2 separate regions of the Sus scrofa genome follow, and region 1 is linked to region 2. Evidence: chromatin contacts called from public Hi-C data. All regions are on one chromosome and are shown on one strand. The core of a region is the stretch at or near the end of the contact, and the rest is flanking DNA. Distances in the headings are between cores, read along the strand shown. Region 1 has its middle 31 kb from the start of TNP1. Region 2 has its middle 79 kb from the start of IGFBP5.

The links. A called contact is a pair of places that touch in the nucleus more often than the background predicts.
Region 1: a Hi-C map of skeletal muscle shows a contact between it and region 2, with 8 times the contacts expected there. The contact joins two enhancer-like sites. A contact is called at or near these places in 4 of 47 Hi-C or Micro-C datasets (fetal heart ventricle, heart right ventricle and skeletal muscle) and 1 of 2 datasets of contacts at active chromatin or transcription factors (skeletal muscle).

What each region holds. Positions count from the first base shown.
Region 1 is chr15:119,066,443-119,072,386 of Sscrofa11.1, forward strand. No RefSeq gene overlaps it. Among named protein-coding and RNA genes, the nearest start is that of TNP1, 31 kb to the left of the region's middle. Within about 2 kb of position 3,104, at least 9 of the 83 cell types and tissues checked have an H3K27ac peak or open chromatin away from gene starts, as enhancers often do. A contact at or near this core is called in skeletal muscle, where this site is marked.
Region 2 is chr15:118,954,229-118,959,719 of Sscrofa11.1, forward strand. No RefSeq gene overlaps it. Among named protein-coding and RNA genes, the nearest start is that of IGFBP5, 79 kb to the left of the region's middle. Within about 2 kb of position 2,128, at least 13 of the 83 cell types and tissues checked have an H3K27ac peak or open chromatin away from gene starts, as enhancers often do. A contact at or near this core is called in skeletal muscle, where this site is marked.

The DNA of each region.
Region 1 (5,944 bases), core at 1,854-4,353, 110 kb after region 2:
TTCTCTGCCTTTATTAAGGATATGGACCATATTTGAAGCCATTTCTGGGCTTATTATTATGATACCAGGTTAAGTAAATTGATAGGGCAGGGTGTCCCCACATTATGTAGAGGTGGAATCAGGCTTGGAGACATTTATTGGCTTTCCCCTGGATGAATAAGTCCTTGGCTGGAGCAGGGACTCTGAGCCCCATTCCTGGTACTGTGGCAGGAACTGGAGTTGATGCCCATAAAGCCTCATCTGCGGGGAGGTCGGCCAATAGACCAGATGTGCCTCCCAGATGTTCCTCCCAGGCTCAGCCTGTGTGGCATGATGGCTTAACTAAAGGGATTTTTAATCCCAGGAAAATTGATTTTCATTTGGGGCTGGCTCAAAAGTGGGCAAAATCTGCTGTGAGGGAAACCAGGAAGCAGGGCCAAAAAAAAAAAAAAAAAAAAAAAGAAGAAGAAAGCAAAAGCAAAGAGGGGTTCCTGTGAGATCCTGATCAGCAGCTTGGGTGGGGGCGGGAGTTGTGGCTGGGAGCAGGGGAGGGCAGGGCCCTTGAGTTCCTGTGGAGGCTGACAGAGTGCTTGTCCGAGGTCCTAGCTCTGCTGCTGAGTGCAGTTTCTTCTTCCTGGGTCTGAGCGTCCCCTCCATCTGCCTCCCTGCTCCAGACCTGAAAGGTGGATGGACCCAGTGTGTGAGGAGGATACCTGCTCAACTGTCAAAGTCACAGCAAAGGCAGAGGATGGATGGTGGGAGATGAGTTTAGGAGGTGGCTGTCTGGTCAGAGGCATTCCCCAGAGCCCTGGGTGTGTGGTAAATGTGTGTTTCTGCATATCCACTGAGTCTTTTTTGTACAGAATCTCAATACGGCCCAGAGTGGTCTGTGGTTGAGACAAGGAGGGACCTGAAACCCATCCCTTCAGCTTCTCCAGTGGCTCTCTCAGTGACTTCTAAGCCACCTTGGAGGACCCCGGGGGTTCCATGGAACCCAGTTTAGGAACCCCTGATGAAGCCTAATTAATTTTGCACGTCATTAGGCAAACTCAGTGTGAGCTCCAACTGCTCCTCAGGAGTTCAGCCAATAACGAGGGCTTGAGGGGCCCATTTGTTTGCCCACCCAGGCCTGCTTCTCCATGGTCCAGGGGTCTGCTGGCCCTGCTATGACAAAGACAGAGGTGGGAGTGTCTTCCCAGAGCAGGGGAGCCGGGGTGGGGGGGGGGGAGTAAGTTTGGACAGTGTAGAGAAGCAGGTGCCTGGCCAGGCTCCTCTGACTTTGCCTGCTTGGATCTCCACAACCCAGGCTTTGAAGGGTAGTGTTCCACAGCTGCTTCCCAGAGCATCAGACCCATGGCTCTTCATCCGAGGACGTACCTTTTTGTTCCCCTTCCATCCATAATGCCAGTTTGGCAAAGACTGAAGTCTGTGATGTCCTCCTGGTAGGCTCAGTGCCCAAGAGCACAGCCAGGGTCCTGAGAATTCCTGCAGAAAGGAATCCCGTTCTTCCCTGCATTAACCATGTCTAAGATTTCTTGCAGCAGCACCTGATCAATAGTCCTAGGGGTTAGGTTCTGTGTCACGTTTGTCCCTATACTGAAATCAAGTGTGTTTACTCAAAGCATCTTCCAGCACTGGGGCTCTTTGCTGTGTATTGGGTCTCTCCCTTAATGGAATTCAATCTCCCAAGAGCAGGATATTTGTTCAGCTGAGGACAGTGCTTAGAGCCTAGCAGACGATATTTGTTGAGTGGGAGCATCCTAAGTGGTCTGGGTGCTAGGGAAGGCAGATATGTGTACCATGCCTTTAGCTGTGCTGTGCCTCCCGCCAGCAACACCCTCCCTGTCCTCTGCCCTCCTCATTCCATGCTGATCACTTCTCTCTGGTCTCTGGCTTACCCCGACTAGAGTCCTTCTGGCTACTCACCACCTGCTACCACTCATCCTTGGCCACACTCCCTTAGGACACCTGTTCTACTTTATCAGACCCCACTTACTTGGCTTTCTTCTCTGGGTAAATTAAGGAGAGCAGGTTCAATTCAGGGAGCAGCCTGCAGGCTGAACTGTGATGACTGTGGGCTAGGCTGGGGTGGGTACTTGAGATACAGCCGACCACAGGCCCTGGGCTCAGAGGCCTGATGTGCAGAGTGGGGTCAGCTCCTACTAGGTTCCAACAGCCACTCATTAAATTTTCAGGGGTTTTCCAAGCTGATTGTTAAACAGAACCTTCTGATAATTCATGCTTGTGTGTAGCCATAGGCTCGCCACAGATACAAGGGTTAGGTAGCTGAACTCTGAACACTTTCTTGTAGAATCAATTGGCTAGATGGATTTACAAAAAAGAATATTGTGGGGAGTTCTCAGTTGCTGCTTAGCAATAACAAACCAGACTAGTATCCATGAGGATGCAGGTTCCATCCCTGGCCTCTCCCAGTGGGTTAAGGATCCGGAGTTGCTGTGAGCTGTTGTGTAGTCTGGCAGCTGTAGCTCCAATTAGACCCCTAGCCTGGGGGTGTGGCCCTAAAAAGACAAAAAAATAATATTTTGCGTTTTATTAGTATTTGTAAATTTTGTGCTTTGTATTGGCAAAATTTATTTTATGCTTTTTTTTTTTTTTCTAGAGAGCATTGATTGGGGCTTTATTAGAGGAGGGCCAGATGTGGTGTAAACAAGGAAAAGAGCTGCTTGCTTGGTCCTGTGGGGCTGAAAAACTCTAAAGGAACTTAGGGAATGGACACTGAAAGGCCCATGGACCCACTCACAACCACAGACCTCACTGATGGCAAAATAAGTTAGAACCCCATGTCCTGGCACTTGCCACCCTGGAATACTAGCCTCTTCCATCCTGTCCTAGACCCCAGGATACCCTGCTGCCTTTCCTGGTTCTCATGGGCTGTACAGATGTCCTCAACCTCCCCCAGCCTTTCCCAGGCTAGGGGAGCAGGGGACGGAGGGGAAGGGGCCCTGCTTGGAGGCACATCTGCCACAGCTGTGCTCCTGGCCGTCCAGACACCCTTCCGTCACGCTCTGACAGATGCATCCAAATAAATCAGTTCACAGCAGGAAAGGGCTTGGGGAGTTCCAAGTCTAGTGAAACAAGATCTGGTCTGGAGGGACGGAGAGCAGCCATGTCTGAGGGAGCCAGGATGGTGGGCCCCAGGCCAGACCTTGGTGCTGGAGCTCTGAGGGAAGCCAGGGAGGCCGCTCCCCAGTGTGGGGTCTTTCTGTCCACCCCTTCCCTCGGGGGCCCCTCTCCTTCTCTCCTCCCTCGACTGGTCTTTCAAGATGGAATTCAGATGGGCCCTGCGTGTGAGAGTGTGCTGCTGGCTAGTGACTGCCTGGGTTCTCAAGCCTGCAGAGCTCCGAGTCAGCATGGGAGCCACAGAAGGGCAGCAGTGCAGCATGAGTCACTGGGTCATGGGGGATGGGCACCAGGCCTGGGCCTGGCTTGCCTGTTGAGTGGTCGGAGGAGTTTGAAGCCCGCTGTTTTTCCAGTCACCAGAGTTGGGTGAGAACACCTGCTGTGTTTAGCAATGTGGATGCCGTGTGTTCCTAGCAGACACTCAGACAAGCACTGGCTTATTTTCATGGTGATTCAAAGAATCACAAACGTCCTCTCCTCAGGAGCTTCCTACTGGGCAGTCGCATTTCCTTTTCTTCTGGGTCATGAGGACACAGGCTTCCACAACCTCCCTCAGAGGCATGTGGCCACAGCCAGAGGGCTATAAGATTTTTCTGTGGTCTATCTTTCAAATCTCTTTAACTATCACTGCAGCACATTCCTTCCTATGGACTACAGAGAGCTTGCACCTAGGGTGGCTTGCCTCTGCTCATGCAAGTTTTATTTCTTAGATTCAGAGGAAAATGAAGCCTATTTCTCCTCAATCTGGAAACTGCCACTTGTGTTGGTGGGGGAGTGATAGCAGGGGAGAAGTGGGTCATTTAGGTTCATGGGCATCTAAGAAGGGGCAACTGAATGTTGGATCCAGAAGGCAGGGCCCAGGGTCGAGGGTCACAGAGTCCAAAGAGATGGCTAGAGCAGCACTGGACGACCGACTTGGGAATACACGTTCCAGACTGGAGCCAGCTCACTGCCTGTCCTCATGTTGATGTATGGAATACAGGCCACTACTTACTAGCCAGGAGCCACATAAAACACAACTGTTTTGTTTCTCACACCCTAGCCAGCCTGCTGGGAGCTGATGGTCGCCAGGGAGAGGCCAGAAGCCAGCAGGTGAAGTGTGCCCCCAACAGGAGCTTACCTCACCCGGCTGGCATCAGGGCAGACTCAGAGGACAGGGTCTCGTATCACTGTCAGCTCCCCTTGGCAGTTACCTCTCTGAAGACTGACTGGGCCAGCTCTGCCACACTTATGTAAGGGGACCTGACTGCGCCTGGCGTGCCTGCGCTGGCAAAGTCCAAAAATAAATGCTATTGACCGATAAAGATTTGAAGTGCTGGCTTGTGAGGAGGGAAAGTGGGCAAGACTAATGGCAGCAGGTACTGCTAAGGCCGCTGAGGGGCAAGAACTCTGCAAAGGCCACTGGAGGCCCTTTCTTCCGTCATCCTATATAGTTTTCAAATAAGGGCCCACAGAAAGCTGTGCTGAGGTTCATCTGAGAACACAGGAAGGACCTGGGTCGGGAATGGCATCTCCATTTTATACACTAAGAAGCTAAGCACAGGGGTTCAGTGACAAGGCCAGCTAGTAAGAGGCAGAGCTGGTTCCAGAAGAGGGTATTCTGATTCTTAATCTGGTCTCCTTCCTCTGTAGCAGGTTTTCTCCTCACAGCTCCTCTGTCGTGTGTCCCATGCTTCGTCAAGTACTCATTACTTTAGGCTAATACCTGCTAGACCTGATAAACCAATCTACGACAAGGCTTTATTAGATACGGGCAATGTGGATGGTCAGAAAGGAGACACTGTTGAGGAGTGGGTTACAGGGTGGCTTTTAATATAGAGGTGCCAGATTTAGCAAATGAAAATATGATGCCCAGTTCAATTTGGATTTTAGATAAACAGTGAATTAGTTTTCAGTCTAAGTATGTCCTAAATATTGCACAAGACTCTCCTTATACTAAACATCTAATAGATGCAAACTATTGCCTCTGGAACGGATTAGCAATGAGATCCTGCTGTGTAGCACTGGGAACTATGTCTAGTCACTTATGTTGGAGCATGGTAATGTGAGAAAACAGAATGTGTACATGTATGTGTAACTGGGTCACCATGCTGTACAGTAGAAAAAAAATTGTATTGGGGAAATAGAATGAAAAAAAAAAAAACCGCATTGAATGAGGAGTTCTGTATTTTATCTGGAAAGCCTATTTTAATGGTCCCTAAACCATGAGAACATCATTTTAATTACTGTGAAGACAAGTTCTATATTAGAATATTATAATTTGCCAGCCAAAAATATGTCTTGAAAGAGGTTGAGTTTCTGAGTGGATTTTAAGTTAATTCTGTGTAATAGACAAGGGGATAAACAGAGATGGGTGGAACTAAAAACCCTAGGATCTGTCAGGTTTATGTAACCACTACATTTCCAACCATTAGCTTTTATTGTCCCATAGCTCTAGGATGCTCTGTTCTATTTTTGTTTTCATTTCCCTGTTTTTAACTCCTTTTTGCCTTATGTTTAAATTCATTTAATTTTCATTGACCTATCTTCAAGTTCACCAATCCTTTCCTTTACTATATCGAGTCTATAGATTAGTTAGCCATTGGCTTTCAGCAGCAAGAACCAACTCTGCAGAAATGGGTGCGGTTATAGCTGTTAGGGACCATGAGAAAGAACTTTCTGTGGCAGAGGATGTGAAATCTTAGAAGAGAAGACCTAGGGAATCTGATCTTCAACACGGTTTATGTGGCATCTTTTGGGGAGGGGGTTAGGCTCCATCTGGGTTGAGTTTCCTAGCACAAGCATTTCATCTGCTGTGGTTTAGGAGTGGAGGGAGGGGTTTTCT
Region 2 (5,491 bases), core at 878-3,377:
CATTAATTTCTCCCAGATAGGTTAGGAACCCTGAAGGATGACTTGTGAGTGCTACACACATCAGTCCCCTTGACCATCTCCCCTAGAAGCTGCCACCTTCCAGCCGCCTGTCCTGGCTCCTGGCCAGGGTGCCTCTGACTTTGCAAAGACCGCAGGAGGCAGTTATGTCCCAGATGGCTGCCAAAAGGGGCTGCCCCGCTGGTGCCTGCCTGCCCTGCCGCGAGAGGAGATAAGTGTCCTCCAAGAACTCTGTGCGAAGTGCTTGGAGAGGGTGGGGGAGGGCCTTTGGCTGGGTGGGGTGGTGGTGGAGATTGCTCACAAGGGGGGGGCTTTGATCTGGAGACCATGTCAGTGGATGTGGGCAGACACTATTTTGGGCAAGGAGAATATCAGATTTGTGTGCTGTCAGCTGGGACTATTGAGTGGCGCTCTGTGCTGAGCCCTAACTTGACTGCAAATCTGTCAGCTGGGACTATTGAGTGGCGCTCTGTGCTGAGCCCTAACTTGACTGCAGCTGCCCCTAGTTGGCCACTGATTCAAATCCTACCTGACTACACAGGGCCCGGGTGAAGCCCTTCTCCCACTCGGGCCAGTCTTGGTCGTCAGTAGCATTTATCGTTCAGGAGAAGGTGCCATTTATTTACTGCGGGTCAGCTATTTGCCTGGCACTGCTCTCCATTTGGCTTATATCTTCACTGGAGTTGGGTGAGGTGGGGTGGGACAGGACTCTCACCTCCTGCCTCACCTCTCCTTCTCTCCTCATCCCAGATTATGAAGACTTTCTCATTTTTCAGGACTCGTTGAGGGGTTGGCAGCCATGGTCAGAGCATGGCCCGGAGCTGGGTTTCCTAGAGCTCAGTTTAGATCAAGTGCTTGTAGGTGATGAGATAGAGCATGAAGGGGAGGAGATGGTGGGTTGCTGAGTCTGGCAGCATCAGGGTCTCTTCCATCTCAAAGTCTGTGGATGCATTTGTAAGTTAGTGTTTTATTTCTTTTGGAGTTAAAAAACAAAAAGGAGGATTTCCCGTTGTGGCTCAGTGATAACGAATCCAGCTAGTATCCATGATGACTGGGGTTCAAACTTCAGTGGGTTAAGGATTGGGCATTTCTGTGAGCTGTGGAGAAGGTTGCAGATGTGGCTTGGATCTAACAGAGCTGTGGCGTAAGCTGGCAGCTGCAGCTCTAACACCTAGCCTGGGAATTTCCATATGCTGAGGATGTGCCCCTAAAACGACAAAAAGAAAACCAAAAACCAAAAACCAAATAAAAAAAAAAAAAAAAAGAGGGAAAGCAAACCAAAGAGGGGAGAAAACTTTCAGACTGTTCAGGAGAAGAATCAGAGCATCAGAGCAATTAACTTCTTCAAAAAGACTGGCAAAGTGAAGGTGGAACGAGAGAGAGACCCTGATAGCCTGAGTCCCAGACTCAAGTTCTCATCCATACAAACTGCTACTAATTAGAGCCTGAGATTTTCTCTTTTTGGCCCCACCTGTGGCAGAGGAAATTCCCAGGCCAGGGATGGGGCCCACACCACAGTAGCCACTGGAGCCACAGCAGTGACAATGCTGGATCTTTAACCTACTGAGCCATCAGGAAACTCCAGAGCCTGAGATTTATTGATGTTACTTGCTTGGAATATTCCAAGAAGATCTGGGTCTCTCCATACACCAGAGAGGAGGGCTGCTCCCAGGATTTTAGGCTATCTGCTTCAAACTAGATTAGCAACAAAGGAAAGCACATCACAACCACCTAAAGTGGGGCCACAGCCATGGAGGTGGGTGGCACAGCCTACCTTGAGAAAGATGTCCAGAGTTCCTTGATATTTAAGAACAAGAGTTGGTCCTTATTTTCTGAAGAGAAGTGGTAAGGAAATAAAAAGAAACCAGTCCCCAAAATAGGAGCTGAGTGTGTGAAGGAGATATTTATTGTTTCCATTTTATTGTTTCATAAGCTTTTGAAAATGATGAGAAATGTTGTGGGACTTTGGAGTCTGGATTGCACTAGAAGTCCATGGAAGCTGAGTGGGAGGGAAGTGGTGCCTAAAAATACTCCGTGGAGGAAGGGCCCATGAGGTCATCTCCCCAGGATACTCCATCCATCCTGGCCAGACTCTGGCTCCAGTCCCTTGTCCAGCTCTGAGTACAGTCAATTGAACAGAGCTGGTGCTCAGGAATGAGTGTTGACTGATGAGCAGCTTGAGAGGGACGGGGAACCTGGAGAGGTTTCAGAGGAGAGACCCAGAGGTGATGAAATGGCTGGAAACTGGAGCTCAGGGGCCAGGTCAAGGAGATGGGACTGGCTCCTCCTGGACAGGAGCAGAGTGGGAGTGAGGGCTGGGGGAACAGCCATTTCCAGCCCCTGAGGGGTCAGGTCTTGGCTGTGCTCCGGCCAGCCCTGCAAGGGTGGAATGACAGTCACGTGTGGCTTTGCTCTTGTGGCTGGACTATGACTTACCAATGCATTTGAAAGCCCATGGCAAGGCTGAGCCGCCTTTTCAGGTTATCTGCACAATTGCCCCCTTCTGTAAATGAGAATGACTAAGACTTACAGCCCTTGCAGCTAACCGATCCTGAAGCTCTCCCTGCCCACAAGAGTGACTCGTGAGTGGCGCATTTCAGACAGCTGGCATGAGGGTGGTGGAGACAGTCTTGAACAGCTGGGGAGCCTGTCTAGTGCCCATCAATCATCCTCTGCATGAGGTCACCCACTTTCTCATTGGACCCTGGAAGGGAGGACTGGAGTGAGGCCAAAATGGGGGAGTAAAGACTTTTTCTGTGGCAAGGGAACAAGCTCACTACTACTGTTAGGAACTTTACATGGGTTTCCATTTAATTTTTCAATAATCCTATGAGAGAGAGAGGGGAGGGATTATTCTCCTGTTTTTTAGATTAGAAGGTGAAGGCAGAAAGAGAGTAGGCAATTTACTCAAACTTGCACAGTTAATTATCTGTAAAATTGGGGTTTGGATCAGGGCAGGTCTAGTTCCAGAGCCCATTGGCAGCTGGTGAGGGCAATACAGAGAGTACAGTCAGTTTCTTTCGGCCATGTGCTCTTCATTGGTACCCAGGGAGCATCCTCAGGTCAAGCTCACGTCTTACTCTTCAGGATCTATGGTTGAAATTCAGAGGCCAGTTGAAAGCTTCTCCAGCATCTGGCCCCATCTCTTGGCTCTGGATCTGCTCTCAATGGCAGGTCCAATGTGGAGCCTCCCTGAGGTCCTTCCAGGCAGAGAGGAAAAGCTGGGTGGGGAGGAGGAGGGATGCAGGTTTATGTGTCTGGAAGCGGCGAAAGAGATACAATCCCCAGGCTTGGATTTACAGTGGGTGTCTGGTTGCCTCAGCCTGGAATCTGAACCGCACCATTTTCCATGGGTGAATTAGCTAAACAATCCAGCCCACAAAGGGAGCAGCTCTGATCTGTCAGTTAACAGGCTCAGAGAGCCGGGGGGTGTGCATGGAGCTAGGAGGGGAAGGAGGAGACTGCTGGCGAGAACTGGACCTTCTCTTGTCTTGCTGCCCTGAGCCTGGCCTTTCTGCTTTGGGAACCTGGGCGGGAGGCTGGTCTGATTTCCCTGTGGTCTGAATGGTGGGAATTTTTTTTTGGTGGCAGATTATATTTTCCCGAGGTGGTTTGAATTACACCTGCCCCGTTTCATTTAATTAGGGCTGGTACTGCTGTCTATTGTGTCCAGTGGGCCTTCCCGCAGGAATAAATAGTAACATGTTTGTTTTCTCTCAGGTAGGGTATTTTTTTTTTTTTTTAATGATGAGGTTGGCAGAAGAGGGGAGAGCATAAGGAGTGGTGATGAAGTCATCAGGAAAGAGGATGTTAGAGGACAAATTCTCACCCCATTGAGCCTGCAGGAGTGACTCCCCCTCCATTTCTTCTTGGACCCACTTCTTCACAATGTATTCAGAGCCTCCTCTGTTTTCACTTCTATTCCCCAGCCAGGCTTTCTTTCCCTTTGCAATATACCTGGGAATCAGGCATTTCTTCCTGTAGTACTGCTGGTCTTCCTTGACCCTTCTCATTTTACTGTAGTTTTCCATCCACGCTCTTTCTCTCTCTCCCTCTTGCTTCTGTCTATTATGAGCTCTTTAATGGGAAATTGTTGAATAAGCCATGGTCTGGCCATGAAATGTTATGCAGCCAGGAAAAAGAATATGAAAAGCTCTATGTATGTTGACTTAGAAGGTTTATCAAGAGACATTGCAAAGAAAAGGATGTGAATAGTATGCTCTTTTTTTTTTTTCTTTTTACAGCTGCACCTGTGCATACAGAAGTTCCCAGGCTAGCGGCTGAATAGGAGCTGCAGCTGCCAGCCACAGCCACGGCTGTAGCAACACCAGATCCAAGCTGCATCTGCAACCTCTGCTGAAGCTCATGCAATGCTGTATACTTAAACCACTAAGCGAGGCCAGGGATCAAACCTGAACCCTCATGGACACTATATCAGGTTCTTAACCCACTGAGACACAATGGGAACTCCAGTATGCTTTTTTATATAATAAATATACATATGTGCACATATATTTTTAGAAATATACGAAAGAACCATCAGCTGTGGTTGTTTCTGGGGAAGGGGGATAGAGCCTGGTTTTGGAGAGAGATCTCCTCTTATATAACTCTTTGAGCTATTTGACATTTTTTATCATGTGCATGTATTACATTTTGCAATACAGAATTGATTTATGTGTGAACCACATGGGATTGGCAATGGGATCCTGCTGTGTATCACTGGGAACTATGTCTGGTCAGTTGTGATGGAGCATGATAATGTGAAAAAAAGAATACATATATGTATGTGTAAGTGGCTCACCATGCTGTATGGTAGAAAATTGACAGAACACTGTAAACCATCCATAATGGAAAAAGTAAAAATCATTACATTAAAAAATTAAAAAAAGATTTGTTTTATAAAAGGAAAACATGAAAACATAATATAAGACGATACCTGTTTAGTTACCACATGAAGCATTGATTATGATCGGGCTTAGCACATCTAGGTGTGACTCCAAGTTCTGCCAAATATTAGATGTATAATGATAGATGGATTTACTCATCTTTCTAATTCTTAATTCCCTCATGTGTAACATAGTACCTACTTTGCAAGGTTTTCAGGGAAGGCTATTGGTTGAATACATAAATAAATGAATTTGTTTCAATTTCTTTATACAATTTTTCCATGTGAGAAAATTGTATAAAGATCATTATATTGTTAAGTCATTAAAGCACACAGGTCATTAAATTGCTAAGTCCACGGATCTTCATTTTCCATTTAGAAAATGCTAGAACTAGGCAATGGAAGCTCTAAATTCCAAGCAGAGTAAGTGCCTTGTTTACATGGCCTGTTCCGAGAGGCTGTGGGAAGGGGATGCAGACAGCTAAGCCTTGAGGGCTGTAGAGAATTTGGTGAGGCTGCACAGTGAGGCCATTCCAGTTGCAGGTTACAGTGAGGTCCAGGGGACCAAAGAAAGAACAGAGGATGTTG